2 separate regions of the Sus scrofa genome follow, and region 2 is linked to region 1. Evidence: chromatin contacts called from public Hi-C data. All regions are on one chromosome and are shown on one strand. The core of a region is the stretch at or near the end of the contact, and the rest is flanking DNA. Distances in the headings are between cores, read along the strand shown. Region 1 holds the start of CFAP20 (cilia and flagella associated protein 20). Region 2 holds the start of CNOT1 (CCR4-NOT transcription complex subunit 1).

The links. A called contact is a pair of places that touch in the nucleus more often than the background predicts.
Region 2: a contact with region 1 is called in a Hi-C map of skeletal muscle, with 5 times the contacts expected there. The contact joins the promoter of CNOT1 here to the promoter of CFAP20 in region 1. A contact is called at or near these places in 3 of 47 Hi-C or Micro-C datasets (heart right ventricle, liver and skeletal muscle) and 1 of 2 datasets of contacts at active chromatin or transcription factors (alveolar macrophages).

The regions. Positions count from the first base shown.
Region 1 is chr6:19,967,947-19,970,941 of Sscrofa11.1, reverse strand. CFAP20 (cilia and flagella associated protein 20) reads left to right here and starts at 1,595. Exons shown (of 6, transcript NM_001244786.1): 1 at 1,595-1,901. The coding sequence starts at 1,818.
Region 2 is chr6:20,370,550-20,373,858 of Sscrofa11.1, reverse strand. It overlaps CNOT1 (CCR4-NOT transcription complex subunit 1), which reads left to right and starts at 1,559. Exons shown (of 49, transcript XM_021093957.1): 1 at 1,559-1,717.

The DNA.
Region 1 (2,995 bases), core at 346-2,845:
AAAAGTTTTGACTTTCTACTGCAGTCAGATTATATTTTCCCCTCTATATCTGGAAATTCTGGTTGGATTGTTCATGTCATTGCCACAAGGATTAAACGATTTAATAAAGGCTAAAGCACTTAGTATAGTGCCTGACATGTAATAAATGCTCAATTGATCTTAGCTCTTATTAGTTGTTACAGTGATAAAGTTAGCTGCAAACTACTTTTCTGTCAGCCACATAAAACCAGCACAGGCCTGAGCAAGAGTATGATATCCAAGCAAATGCTCAATGAGTGATTGGTTTCCAACACCCGGGATTTCTTCCACACTTGAAATAGCATAGCTTATTTTATGCTTTTTAAAAAAACATTCTGGAGTTCCCATTGTGGCTCAGTGGGTTGAGAACCCAATGTAGTCTCCAAAAGGATGCGGGTTGGATCCCTGGCCTTGCTCAGTGTGTTAAGGACCTGGCATTACAAGTTGCAGATGTGGCTGAGATCCAGTGTTGCTGTGGCTATAGCAAAGGCCTGCAGCTGCAGCTCCGATTTGACCCACTTCCTTATGCCACAGGTGAGGCATAAAAATAAATATTTTTAAAAATTAAACAATGTTGGAGTTCCCATCGTGGTGCAGCAGAAATGAATCTGACTAGGAAACATGAGGTTGGGGGTTTGATCCCTGGCCTTGCTCAGCGGGTCAAGATCCAGCATTGCTGTGAGCTATGGTGTAGGTCTCAGACAGGCTCGGATCCTGCGTTGCTGTGGCTGTGGTGTAGGCTGGCAGCTGTAGCTCTGATTAGACCTCTAGCCTGGGGACCTCCATATGCTGCAGGTGCGGCCCTAAAAAGACCAAAAGGAAAAAAAAAATGTTCTAAGAACTAATTGATTAAAACCCTGCTGCTAATTCAACCTATTCAAATGTATTTTAATTGCATTAATTTCTGCTTTTATCTTAATGTTCAGACCTTGTTTTCTAATCATGCATTTAAGGTGATAAATTTTCCTTGAAGTATTGCTTTGACCACATACCACAAGTTAAGATATCTGGTGTATTCATAGTGATCCTGTTAATAATTAAAGCAATGATGCCTTTAAGACATTTAATGTAGTTAGTGCGCATGTACTGGTTAGCTGCTTTAACCTTATCAAATAATGCCAAAGAGCATTATTTGTTATTTGCAGGAAACCAGGCAAGCACTTCCTTACATCCAAGCCACCCGTGCCTTTCCCCACTTTTCTTTCGCGCTAGTAACTCCTACTGTCCCCTAAGGGGGCGGGGCCTGGACTTCACGCCTCTGACTCCACCCCCTCCAGGTTCCCATGACACTGGGCAGATGCTAACAACTCATTCTATAACCTTGTGTCTCCTTCCGCTTTCTAGAAGCCGCTCTGAGACAACGATGGGAAAATAGTCCCTTGGCAACGAGGTTCTTTTTTCCAGACGGCGGAACTAGGGCGGGGCTTAAGAGCGGAAGAAACAGGAAGTCCGTGATCCCTGTGGCAGGATTGGGCCCCGCTCTCTCGGGGGCGAGCTCAAGCTGGCGGAGGGATCCACCTCTGGCGGCGGGCGGCCCACCGCCTCTATTTAAGGAAGGGAGAGAGGCGCAGGCGGCAGTTGCTGTGGTGTCGGTGCTGAGGCGGCTTCGTTCTTCTGCTAGTGAGCCTCGCGGATGTAGCGTCCCGCGTCTAAGTCCTGCTGTCTGCGGCTACCAATTGGGAGGTCAGGAGCGCAGGGTACTTTCTTTGGGCCAGAGCCGGCCCCCTTTTTTGCCTTCGCCACTAAGTGAAGCCATTTAGGTCAGCTTCCGCGCGGCTGAGGAGAAGGCCGCCGGCGATATGTTCAAAAACACGTTCCAGAGCGGCTTCCTCTCCATTCTCTACAGCATTGGCAGCAAGCCCCTGCAAATCTGGGACAAAAAGGTCAGGGACTGGGGGCGGTGGCGGGGCGGGGTCCGCGGGCTGGGCCTGGTGTGGCGGGTAGTTATGTGGAGCTGGGGGAAGGCCGGGCGGTCGCTGCTGTGCCCCGTCCCCAGCCTGGCGTGACTGAGGGTCGACGAGGGAGCGTCGTGTAAGCAGCTGGAGTGCATGTGGAGTGGGCGTGGCTGGGCTTTAAGTGACCTGCGGCCGTGGTCCAGTTAGGACAGTGGTCCCTCTTTGCAGATTTGACTGGGTCACTGGATTCCTAACCTTCGGTTTCTGCATCTATAATATGGTGGGGTTGAATAGTGCCCGTTTCACAGCGTTGAAAAGCGTAAACTCACGTGATGTTGCTTTGGGGACGTGCACATGAATTGCTGTTCACTGATTTCACAAACATTTACTGATACCCTGTATTGTGCCAGGCCCTATGCTCGGCACTAGACACAGAACCTTTGTTCCAGGCGCCCTTACAGAGGCAAAGCCAGGACTCAGTTATGTTTGGGTTTCATTCATTTGCTCCCTTCCTCCCACTGATCCCGAACAAGCCAGAATTCGGTGGCCCTTGGCACTTGCTCCACACTCACTGTGACTTGGGGTCTGTACTCTGCCTTTCCTTATTTCTCCATCAGGAAAATTGCAAAATGGTGATAACGTCTTGTTTGGGTTAACAAGCACAGACCCAGGTAAAACATCTTGTTTTTTTTTTTTGTCTTTTTGCTATTTTTTGGGCCGCTTCCACGGCATATGGAGGTTCCCAGGCTAGGGGTCTAATGGAGCTGTAGGCGCCGGCCTACGCCAGAGCCACAGCAACACCGGGTCCGAGCCTCGTCTGCAAACTACACCACAGCTCATAGTAACGCCAGATCCCCAACCCACTGGGCCAGGCCAGGGACCGAACCCGCAACCTCATGGTTCTTAGTTGGATTTGTTAACCACTGAGCCACGACGGGAACTCCTAAAACCTCTTCTTCATCATCACTCAGGTGTCAGCTGCATGATACTTTCACTGACCCCACGAAATGGTGACCTTGTCCATTTTTTGGAAGTTTTGAGCAGGGGGCATGTGTGTTTTGCAAGTACAGGTTGGTCTGCAT
Region 2 (3,309 bases), core at 310-2,809, 400 kb before region 1:
GTGAAATTAGCCAGTCACAAAAAGACAAAATCTGCATGAATCCACTTATGTGAGACATGTAAAGTAGTCAAAATCTTAGAAGGGTAGTTTTCAAGCACTGGAGGAAGGAAATGAGTTGTTTGATGGGTATAGAGTTTCAGTTTTGCAAGATGAAAAAGTTTTTCTAGAGATCTGCTGCACGACATGCATATAGTTAACAGTACTATATGGTAACTTAAAAATGGCTACGATGGTAAATTTTATGTTGTGTTTTTTGTTTGTTTTGTTTTGGCTGAGCCCATGGCATGTGGACGTTCCCAAGATGGGACCTGTGCTGCACTTGTGACCTGCCCCACAGCAACGATGGATCCTTAACCTGCTGCTCCACATCAGGAAGTTATATGTTATATGTTTTTACCACATCCTCCTCCCCCCACGTGTAAGTTCTTGGGGCAGGATTCCACAGCCAGAGAAGCAGAGCAGTGACAAGAGAGCCTTAACCCGCCTTACATAATTTTTTTTAAAGAGACATATGGCTAGCAAACAAGAAACTTAGTGTTGCCTCAGGACAGCAGAGATTAGGATCGTTTTTCTCCAAAAGGTAAAAGATCCAACACTTTCTTCCCAATCTTCCCACCCTTCTGGGAACAGATGACCTCCAAATCTTTAAAAAGATATGTTCCCATGCTTTTTATTCCCAGAGCAAAAGGCATAAATATTCTTTTTTATCCACCTCCAGGGAGTGAGCCAAAAAGAGGACCTGAGCCTGAGCTTCCCACCTCTTTCTAAGGAGTCCCTTCCTCAATAGGCAGAACGAGAAAGGAAAGTTCTCTCCAGTAAAGTTAGGCAGGCTAGGACCAAATGGGAGCCTGGAAGACTACGTTCTCCAGCATGCATTGCTGCCCCTAGAGCGCATTCAGTGACTGAAGAATACGCACTACTTTTGCGACAGGGATGGGGTTGGGTGAACTACAGATCCCAGGATGCAAGGGCTACCACTCCAGTAACAGCCTGGCTTGCTTTCTGGAGCTGGCGTTCCCCGCCAAAGGGATACGCGGTTTGGGGAATGTTTGAGATTGGGAAGCCCCGTGGTCTATCGGATTTGACACTTCGAAAGAGGAAGGAGAATACGGGAAGGCTGCTTTTCACTGTAACTCAAAGTTGTTCCCGGGCAGGATAACAAGGGTTTAAGGGCCCCCCCCTCCTTTATTTATGGTTTCTCATAGCCAATGTCAGACACCCATTGGTGGAGGACTTCGAGGGCAGGTGGGAAGTCCGAGCAGCCCTACATCGAAGTTATCTGTCTCTCCTTATTGGTCTTCAACTCGAGCGCAGGCGCGAGGGCTCCGATTCCGGTCCCTGGGGACTGGTGAGCGGCAATTGGCCAAAGCCCGCGAAGTAGGAGTCTGGATTGGTAGTTGCTAGCAGGATCCTGGTTTCTTCCTTGACTTCTGCAAGTGATAGAGTGTGATTGGTTTAAATCCGCGGGCACCCGTCGGTGATTGGGTGGAAGCCACAGGCGGAGTACGGCCATTGGCTGGTGCTGGGGCCATCCCTCCTCGGGCGGGCAGCGAATGATGAAATGGGAACGGGGAGGGGAAAGGCCGCGACGTGAGCGCGCGACCTCCGGCGCCATTTTGTAGAGAAACAAGCGGAGTTAACCGAAGAGAGGGTCGAGGAGAGCCGGAGTCGAGGACCCAGGAGTTTCCTGTGTCCAGCGCTGCCGGAGCCGCCCGAGGTGAGGTGGGCTGGGGTCAGGTGCTGAGGCCGGCTGACGGTGTCAGCTACGGAACGCGGGTGCCGGTGCGGGAAGGAACCGAGGTGGTCCCGGGGCCATTGGGAACGTTTCCCGGCGCTCCGCGGAGTGAGGGGCAGTCGGACGGGGAAGTGGCGAGGCGGGAGAGGGCGGACTCTCTCCTCTTCGCTCGCGAGTCTTCGGGCTCTGAAGAGAAGCGGCCGAAGTGAAGGCTCCACGAAGCGGAAGGCAGAGCGCGGGATGAGTCTCGGGATGGCCCCCGGCCCGGGCCTGGAAGCTCTGAGGGTGGCGGTGGCGGCATTTGGGGCGGCTGGGCCTCGCCTCGCGCGGGCTGCCCCCTTCGCAGACCCCACGAGCTCCTCAACTGCCGGATGAGTGCAGTGGGCATGGGCGTAGGAGGCCTAGCCCCGGGGGCGAGGGGAGCGTGTTCCGAGTAGTTGCAGACTCCCAGTTCCTGTTGTTGGACCCGGAGCTGCCAATCCTCCTCCCCCCGCCCCCAGCACGTTGTCAAACCCCGAGTGTTTTCGGGTGTCCGCCGGTGGGAGGGGCGGGCGGGAGCGAGGCACTTCCTTATTACTTCTTGCCACAGGTTTTGTTCCATTCGCGCGCCCGGGCGCTCTCACACTCGCTCCGAAGTCGGCCCCCATCCACCTGGCCCAGTGTCTGTGCTAAGTGGCGTTTCTGCTCACCCATGGAAAGTGTCCTCCTGGTGAGCAGAGCACATGGAGGCTTCAGTGCTGGGGAGAGATTTTCTGCGGATCTTGTAGGGGTTACATAAGGCCAAACGCACAGATACTCCGTTTCAGTAACCCCCACCCCTGCAGGTTTCACCCCACCGGGCTCCTACAGATGAGCATCCCCACTAGGACTGCGCTTTAATGCTTCCTCTCTGTGGGTTTGGAAATGTTGTGTTTAAAGTAAACTTTGAGAAGAAAACTTTTGCTCTGAAGTCACTCAAAGGCCCTAATTTTTAGGATTCTGAGAACGTCTTTTTGTTGGTGGTAACACAGTTTTCTTTCCTTATTTCTCTACGTTCTGTTGCCATGAGGTTAACAACTAATTGATTGAGTCTCACTGATTACTTTTTGGGGAAAAATTCTGAACATTTCCCTCATGACAGTCCATTTGATAGGAACAGGTTCACATGGATGAAAAAGTGGACAAATAAAAAACTGGGAAGTAGGTCAATCAGATCAGGAACAAACTTGTTTTTGTAGAGGTATTTGGGTTTAAAATGCCAAGAATGGTAGCATAGTATTTTAGCTGTTAATAAGATGAATGGTAACAGTTTAAATAATCCTGTTTCGCTGCAAGTTGTTACCTTGTCTAAGGAGAAAATGATCTGATGATACATAAAGTTTTAGGCATCTAACTGGGCTTTGACTGAAATGGTCATACGATGAAACATGTTTGGAGAGTTGGTCCCTTTTCAACAAGTTGGGGTCCCAAGTCCTTCTGTGGAAACTTAAGTGTAGAATCAAGGCACAAAGATTCGACCACCAATAAATGAAAGTATTTCCCTTTCTTGCCGAAGATTATCATCTTAGAAGTTTTAAGGCAGAGTTTTGTGGCAT